3 separate regions of the Mus musculus genome follow, and regions 1 and 3 are each linked to region 2. A link is a contact called in public promoter capture Hi-C data. All regions are on one chromosome and are shown on one strand. Each heading gives the region's core, a stretch centred on a gene start, on an enhancer-like site or on the middle of the called end of the contact. The rest is flanking DNA. Distances are from core to core; before and after follow the strand shown. Region 1 overlaps Rora (RAR-related orphan receptor alpha). Region 2 holds the start of Ice2 (interactor of little elongation complex ELL subunit 2). Region 3 overlaps Rora (RAR-related orphan receptor alpha).

What was found. Promoter capture Hi-C pulls out the DNA fragments that hold promoters and counts their contacts.
Region 1: a contact with region 2 is called in a promoter capture Hi-C map of liver, with 6 times the contacts expected there. The contact joins the enhancer-like site here to the promoter of Ice2 in region 2. A contact is called at or near these places in 5 of 39 promoter capture datasets (the 3T3-L1 cell line, cranial neural crest, hippocampal neurons and 1 more), 1 of 484 Hi-C or Micro-C datasets (nephron progenitors), 2 of 115 datasets of contacts at active chromatin or transcription factors (the SCID.adh cell line and embryonic stem cells) and 1 of 9 other capture datasets (adipose tissue).
Region 3: a promoter capture Hi-C map of liver shows a contact between it and region 2, with 6 times the contacts expected there. The contact joins the enhancer-like site here to the promoter of Ice2 in region 2. A contact is called at or near these places in 3 of 39 promoter capture datasets (hippocampal neurons and liver) and 2 of 9 other capture datasets (liver and pancreatic islet).

What each region holds. Positions count from the first base shown.
Region 1 is chr9:68,824,742-68,827,441 of GRCm38.p6, forward strand. The region is part of intron 1 of Rora (RAR-related orphan receptor alpha); the gene reads left to right. It overlaps Gm31262 (a long non-coding RNA gene), which reads left to right. Exons shown (of 2, transcript XR_379583.4): 1 at 1-2,700. Among named protein-coding and RNA genes, the nearest start is that of Gm31262, 2.7 kb to the left of the region's middle. Within about 2 kb of position 1,325, at least 23 of the 459 cell types and tissues checked have an H3K27ac peak or open chromatin away from gene starts, as enhancers often do. A contact at or near this core is called in liver, where this site is marked.
Region 2 is chr9:69,396,585-69,399,284 of GRCm38.p6, forward strand. Ice2 (interactor of little elongation complex ELL subunit 2) reads left to right here and starts at 1,414. Exons shown (of 16, transcript NM_145618.3): 1 at 1,414-1,469; 2 at 2,362-2,503. The coding sequence starts at 2,463.
Region 3 is chr9:68,883,255-68,885,954 of GRCm38.p6, forward strand. The region is part of intron 1 of Rora (RAR-related orphan receptor alpha); the gene reads left to right. Gm31262 (a long non-coding RNA gene) reads left to right here. Exons shown (of 2, transcript XR_379583.4): 1 at 1-2,700. Among named protein-coding and RNA genes, the nearest start is that of Gm31262, 61 kb to the left of the region's middle. Within about 2 kb of position 1,352, at least 70 of the 459 cell types and tissues checked have an H3K27ac peak or open chromatin away from gene starts, as enhancers often do. A contact at or near this core is called in liver, where this site is marked.

The DNA of each region.
Region 1 (2,700 bases), core at 75-2,574, 570 kb before region 2:
GAGAGACCCTGTCTAAAAGTAAAAGTGGAGGCTTCATGAGGAGTGATTTCCAGAGATCCTGTCTTGTTACACACACACACACTTACCCATATATACACACTCATACACACATACCCAAACACCCATACACACACCCATACACATACCCATACACACACAAACACCCATATACCCGTACCCATACCTATACACACACCCAACACACACATACACCCCCCCCCCACACACACACACCTGACACATAAGCTACTTGACGGTTCCAGCCTAGCACTGGTGTCCATTCTTAATGCGTTCATTTTCTAGCTTCTTATTTTCTCCATTAGTTTTATTTTAAACCTAACTTTTTTTTTTTTTCATTTAAATGAACTGAAAACTAACGGCTCCATGTGGTGGGTTTGTTTCTTCCAAGGAGCAGGGGTTTCCAAGGTGGTGTGTTTAATGAAAATCTACTTCAATAGCAGCAGTTACCTTGAACAAACAGGAACTGCAGCCTCCTGTGAAGGAATCTCACCTGTCAGGAGACATTAATCAGCCTGTGAGGAGTGGAGGCTAGGCGCTGTGGTTAATTATTTAAAACTAGTTTCCTCTGAAAACATTTCTCAGACCATGCTGGCTGCTTTTGTTACGTATGGACATCGGCAGTGACAGTTTGTGCTTTTGCTGAGGTGGTTCTAAAAATACAGGAGAGGAATGTGGGTATATGATCAAAGTTCAGGGGCATTGTGATTTTTCTGCCTGTAGGTTTTGTGGAAAACAGTTGCTTGGAAAATTCAGATGAAGGTGTGTGTGTGTGTGTGTGTGTGTGTGTGTGTGTAGACATGGATCTACATGGATATAAGAGTGTGACCCCTTGGCATGCATTTGTGAAGGGCAGAAGTCAAAGTGAGGTATTTTTCTCAATAGATTTCCACCTTGTGTTTTGGGATGGGGTCTCTCACAGAATTTGAAGCTTATGGATTCAGCTAGACTGGGCAGCCAGTGAGCTCCAGGGATCTGTCTGCTTCCCCTCCCCCTGCCCACCAGCAGTATGGTTATCAACCCATGTCACCATACTTGACAGTTCTATTTGGTTGCTGCCAATCCAAACTCAGGTTCTGATAGTTTTGCAGCAAAGAATGTGACCAATTCAGCCATCTCTAAGGCTTCCAGGTGAACCTTTTGAGACGCCTTGTTCTTTCTGTGGTTGAGTTTATATAGTGGATCTAAACTGGGCCCGGGATCCAAGCTCAACACTGGGAACACCTTGACTAGCCAACCTCTGCAAGGTGTGGCCAGTTTGCTGGCAAGGCAAGCAAGCATGGCCAGTGTGTTTACTTTGGAAGGATTGATTTTCTGCTACACAGGCAAGGTGCTCTGTAAATATTAGCCATGGAAGGAATACCAGTCCTCACACTGGCCCTGGTCACTTAGTAAAGCCCTGCACATTTACCTCATAAACTACTGAGACGAAAGGAGCTCATGAGAACTGACCCTCAAACCACACTGATGTCAAAGTTCCCTAGAGAAAGGGTGGATTCAAACTCCCAGTTCAGAAGCAACTGAAGGAGATGGTCAGGCAGTATTGTTAGCCATTTTACACACTAGACAGTCACTCTACCATTAAAGCATTCACCCTAGCCCTCTGGTTGTCTGTTTTCTGTCTTTGATACTAAGTTGTGCAGGCTGGTCTTGAACTTCAGACCCATCTACCTCAGCCTCTGGAGAAGGTAGGATGACGCAACTGCTTTCGATGTGCCTGGCTGGGTTGTGAGCTCCAAGCCTGACCCTTACCCTTCTCATTGCCCCCCCACCCCGGTCTCCAACTCTCTAAGAGAAGACATCAGATCTGCTTGCTTCTTAGGATGATGCCTGGCGTCTGTGCTAATGCACGTTGCTGTGCATCTGGGAGAACCCTTGTGTGGAAAACAGGAGCTCTTAGCAAAAATCTTCCCTCCGTGCCCTTTTCTCTTCTCAAACATAGCCTGGGCAAGTATAAGAGCGGCCACTGAGGATGAAGATGCTGATGGCCTCTAACCACCGGCCTCTGCAGGTCTCCCTCCCATCTTCATCCTCAGTCTAAATTCTTGAGACAAAGTACAGTTTTCCAATCCTACCCTCCCCCCCCCCAACCAGCAGCTTTGGGATAAAAACGAAATGGGGTCTACTTGATTTTGAAAAGTTTCCATTTAAAGAAAAGGACAGATTCAGCTTTGCTGAAAATGACCGAAATAAAATGTCTCCGACTCTGCTTTTCACAAGGACTGAATTTTTCTAAAGGAAACCATCCCTAAGAAAATGCCACAACACATATATTCCGCTAAAGGAACAATTGCTAAGGGGACAAATGAAGTCTAAGTCGCCTTCATTCTACTGGCAACAAAAATAACTGTCAGCTGTGTTGTCTGTCTGTGGCTCCTTTGCAAAGAAAGAAGAATTTGGTTTTCAGGAGACGTTATGGAAGACTGTGTGTGCATCCCTGGCTTTGAGGCTGACGCTCTGCCTCTTTCTTGGGTCTCTGATTTTTCCTGGGTACCAGGTCCACAGCCAAAGGTGACCAAAACATCATGAGAGTTGTCACTGAATCACGCATGAGTGAACCATCAGAGCCACATGGTGGCTATACAGAGCTGCACATGGCTTTCCCCCTGAGCTTCTTCCACACTGGAGGGGTTACCTGGGCTAGGCCTAATTATATCTGAATGGGTTGGGGTGGGAGAAGAG
Region 2 (2,700 bases), core at 164-2,663:
GGTGTGTTAAAACAGTAATGTTACTAGAAAATACACAAAAGACATATAGAAGAGAATCAGATATTTCAAGCAAGTGAAAGAGGGAAGATTAAGATGAGTAAACTTGAAAGGGGAATATTTATTTATTTATTATTTATTTATTTTTATTTTTAAATATTTATTTATTTATTTTCGAGACAGGGTTTCTCTGTGTAGCTCTGGCTATCCTGGAACTCACTCTGTAGACCAGGCTGGCCTCGAACTCAGAAATCTGCCTGTCTCTGCTTCCCGAGTGCTGGGATTAAAGGCGTGCGCCACCACACCCAGCTTAAAAGGGGGTCATCATTTATGGTTCTAGCCACAACATCTTGTCTTAAAAGATTTATTTTTATTTAAATGTCTCCATGTGTGTACCACATGTGTTTGGGTACTCTCGGAGGGCAGCAGGTAGGAGGGCAGCGGGTAGGTACCAAATCCTCAGGAGCTGGATAACAAATGTTTGTGAGCCACCTCATGTGGGTGCTGAGGACTGAACTTGAGTCCTCTGGAAGAACAGCAGCAAACAGTCTTAACTACCAAGCCTTTTCTCCAGCCCCAGTAACACTTAAAGTGGCTCGTCACTCTCTTTTTTGATCCGTTTACACACGATGACTTAGAGTCCCAAAAATCAGAAGTTCTGGAAAAGCCGGTTTTAGTTTTGGTCCTTCTTGCACTCAACACCAAACAGAAAATATTTGTGCTTAATCCATCTCTTTTTAATGAATTGCTGCAAGAATAGCGTGAGAGACTCGAAGGCCCACTAGCAGACATTGGCCTATCTCTAAAATGAAAAAGAGAGTGGAGTGGAGATTTTGGGTGTAATGAGAGCCTAGTATGTGTTGAGTAGTGCGCTAAATATAGCTTCATTCTTTGTCTTATTTAGACCTTTCCAAAACCCTTATCTGTATGTAATAAAAATTGATGATAGGGGCTGAATATGTAACTTGGTAGGGTGCTTGCCTGTCATCCTGAAAGATTAGGTTCCCTTTCCAACACCGTATACATGGGGTGTGGTGGTAGTGCATGTCTGTAATCCCAACACTCAGGATGTGGGGGTCATAAGGATGAGAAGTTCAAGGTTAGCCTTGGCTGGAGTACATAGGATATTTAAAGTGAACCTGCCCTACTTGAGACACTATTTCTAAGACAGACAGACAGACAGACAATCAAGCACACACATAAAAACTACTGACGAGTCAGGATCAGAATGAGGGAAGCCTGAAGTTACAGCCTGGGTCTACCTGGTCCCTTAACACTGTGGCCAGTCCTCCCTTTGCATTCGCGCGCAGGCCCGTCCCGCGGCGCTCGCGTGACGTCATCACGCGCGGCCGTGCGGGCGCCCTCGGGGCTTTTAAATGAGGCCTTCGTAGGCGGGCAGCAGTGAGTTCAGCACAAAACGTGTGTGGAAGCGTCGGCTTTTCTCGGGGGCCAGAGCCGCTTGGGACCCTGAGGTGGGCGGAAAGGCGGCTGCGCGCCGACTCCGGCTCGTCGGGAACGCGAGGGGCGGGAGAGGGAACATGGCGACGCGGGTCTGAGGCAGCGCCTCACCGGACTTTGCTCACAGGCCTTCCTCGGCGGCTTCCCTCACGTGTCTTCCTCGGCGGCTTCCCTCACAGGCCCTAAGGCTTTCCTCATTCGACCCCTCTCCTTCCCCGATACTTTTGTCTCCCTTTGCTTCTCTGTAGTTCCCTCCCCTCCCCCTCAGCCCCACACTCAGGGGAAAGGAGAGGTAGGTGGTAGGCGGAGAGGGACGCCCCTGAGACCCCATAGGGACCCAGAGGCCAGTTCCTGCATTGGACTCCTAAGTATCTCAAGGCCGCACGGGATGACAGGGACAGACACCCAGCGTGAGTGAAGAAGTCAAGCTACAGCGTTAATTCCGATGACACCTTTAAAGGTGCCTGTGAATTGTTTTCTGGAGTTGCTCGCACCTGAGTGTCACAAGTGCAAAGTTCTCTTTGAAAAGGACACGGTCCCTGGGATCCAGAGAGCCTTTTCTGTGTGCATCGCATGTCATAGACCGCCTCCATAGCTGTATATAACTAGAGGAAATGGAAACACGATTTGTATTGGTGGTAAGGGAGTGAGGGGAAGGGAAGACAGCCCTGCCATAATGTAAACAATGCGAGAACACAGGGCACCCTTCTGGTTTGGGGTCTTACTAACTCAGCTAATGTTGAGGCTAACACTCCTTGCATAAGTTAAAGGGAACGGATCTTTGCTACAAAGAATCGTTCTGCCTGCCTGTGTGTTTTAGTCACTTGAGGTAGATGCTAATCAAGCAAAGGCTTTTTATGACCCAAGGTGATATAGGTTTGATCTTGACCTTTTGTTTGTCTTCAGTTAACTGTAGACTCTAGGAAGGATCCGACCCTCACTCTCTGGGAGCCTTCACTGCCCAGCTGAAATAATTGTGGGCTAGAGTGAAGGAGAATTCTAGGAAGATGAGCTCTAGCATAACCATGAGTGAACCAAGGCTGAACTGGTGAGTTGGTCCTCTTCCTGATCCACTGTGAAGGAACAAGCTGGGGATGGTGGGTATCATAGGAAAGGAGATTTCTGGCCTGGAGAGATTTTATAATTTTTAGCCACCAGGGTCTCAGAAATTACCCTGTTCATATACCAAGTTTGTTGAGTTATAGCTGACTGATTTTTAAAGATTTTTTTTATTATGTATATGAG
Region 3 (2,700 bases), core at 102-2,601, 510 kb before region 2:
TACACAGCCATGAAGTGGATCGTTATTGGCATGCTGTTTCTAAAAGGGAAGCTGGACTCCGAGTTGACTTATTAAGATTTTTCTAGAACATAGTTGTCCCCTTCCCTTGGCTCAGTACTCAGTTTCCAAAGCATTGTTTTCTTCCTTGATTTACATGATGTCTGGGCATTGATCATCTTTAACCCAGCATTGATAGACAAAGGGATCTCACTTGGTAGTCAGGCAAACCAGAGTCAGGTGCTGGGTGAAGCTTCTAGAATGCACTGGATAAGGCTTTTTTGTCTGTATGGAATACTTTAAGTCTCTCCACTGGAGAAGGTCTTGTTTTGGTTTGGGTTTTTTGATGTTGATGTTGTTCCTTCAAATAATTATCTTAAGCTCAGAAGCCACCTGGAACAAACTTCAAACTAATGCTGAGGAAACGGAGGTTAAAGAAGTGAGAGGTTTATATGGTGCGTATCTCTCCAGACCTCCTGCGTCCCTGGCTGCCAGAGGTCCACATGACTCTCTTCTCTCCCATCTCATGTTCCCAAACCTCTCATAAGAGTTTGGAGATGTATTTAGCAACAGTATCACGTGCCCTTTGCCTTTCCTTCTCTGCCTTCTGAACAGCCGCTCTTTACCCAACTCTCCCCCACCAGATTTGTCATCAGTCAGCCAGTTATCGATTCCTTATCCATTTCGCCCTCAACTTTGACCCGCTCAGAGAGTTTGCTGACATCATCTGCCCCACTTACCCCCACATCATCACCTTTGAGCTGAGATCTGGAACTTTCTTTGATGTCATCGGCCTTGTCTTACCCTGACTGTTTCCCTTCAGGAATATTCTCTTGGGTATGATATCAATCCCTGCCTTAGTGTCTCATTAACATTTCTTGACTAGTCACCTAAGACAACTTAATGCCTAGGCTTCGAAATGTGTATGGTTAATGCCTCAAAACGCCCAGTTAACCTTATGTAAACCTGTATCAGCTATGGGGTACGCTGGTGAAAGTGAGATTGGGTAAAACAAACATTCCCATTTAGTAAAAGGAGCGTGTTCTTGTCATCATCATCAAGAAATTCTAACCATCAGATGTGTTTTCCAGAAAGATCTTCTTTAGTTAATAATTTCTGGGGGGAAAAAAACTAATGCTAAGTATAACCCATAATTTTACATCTGTTAAGTGATTTGAACTGTAAAATGTTAACATTCAAAAAAAAAAAAGTTTGCCTTTCCAGCTGTTGATCCTCTCTAAAGAGTTGCAGTTGGCATGCAGGACATCTCTCTGGCAGGCTCACAGAAGCTCTGTGTGCAGGACGCCTCTGTCTTTCTAGCAGGCTCCAGGAAGTTCTATTTTGATGCCTTCCGGGGGCAGGGTAAGTTTTTGTACATAATTCAGCTGCTTTCGCTTCCTTTTAACACACAAAGTCTGGTTAGAATTTACCTCTGTTTACTGCTTTACTTGGAATAGCCAGGTTGTGTTGTCCTCTGTACTTTGAAGGGGGCTACGTTGAAGCTGGAAGGAAGCAGGACCTTCCCGTACCCATTCCCTGTCCCCCACTTTTGCCAGTAATGTAAGACTCCCCTTCCCTTCTTGCCCACATGCACAAACTAGCCCTCGGCCCTCACAGACAGATGGGCAGGAAGTCTTGAGACTGCAGAAGGGACCTGGCTGGCTCAAGTTCCAGCATATATGTGGGGGAAGAAAGAAAGAGCATACGTACAGCCTAGTTTTTAGCTTCCACTGTGGTGAACACCTCCCTCTACGGTGTGCGCATGTAAGTCCCTGAGCCTCAGAGAAGGGCTACCATTCATGCATGCAAACTATGAGGGGGTGGCACTCAGGTGGGGGGGGGGAGGACAGAAATTCTAAATGTGTGAGCTGCCTTTGGGGGAATATGCCTCAGTGGCAGTGTGCTCCCCATTTATTTGAGAACCCGGTCTTCACACACACTCTCTGGGAGCCCTCACAGAGTGTTCTAGTGGAGCCCTGTATGCTGTGAGAATAATTTTTTTCCATCAAACAGTGAGGGGTTTTAATTGCTCAGCAGCCATTTCTCAATGTAAATTATTTTTCATTCCAGGGGTCCATAGAAGATTTAATTTGAAAGAGAATTCTACTGCTTAAGAAAGCATCTTCTTGGTAGCCACCACATGGTGACTTTGAATCTTTCGTCTAGCTCCAGGAGACTGTAAATAACTATAGCAGAATCCAGTGTGGCTGGTTATCACATTTGGAGTCCCCCAGTCCCCCTGAAATCAGCCCAGGCTTACTACCCACAGCCCATCCAAGAATTGTCCTCCCCATAGACTGGGGACCGTAAGAGCTCCAAACTGGCCCTTCTTTCTCTGGGCTACCCACTGTGCTTTCTCATCATCCTGTTTCTCTCACTGAAGGGAAGAGCTGAGCTTTGTCATGCTCATCTCTCCTAGTGTGTCCAGGGTTCTCCAGTATGAACAGAGGCTCTGTGCAGATGGGAACAAGCTCAGGGAGATGTGTAGGGTCTACCAAAGGCACTGAAGCACCTTGGCCTCATGTGCTGGAGGAATGCACACGAGGGAACTTGGCCTAGTAGAAACCCCCAAGGCCAAGCCAACCAACTTCTAGGTCTAACCTCTCCTATAAGATGCTGAGAGACCAGCGGAGCAGCACCCAGCAGATCTCCTTAATTCTATACATAAGAAGGGAATCTCCCATCATTGGTGTGGCTGTTGAG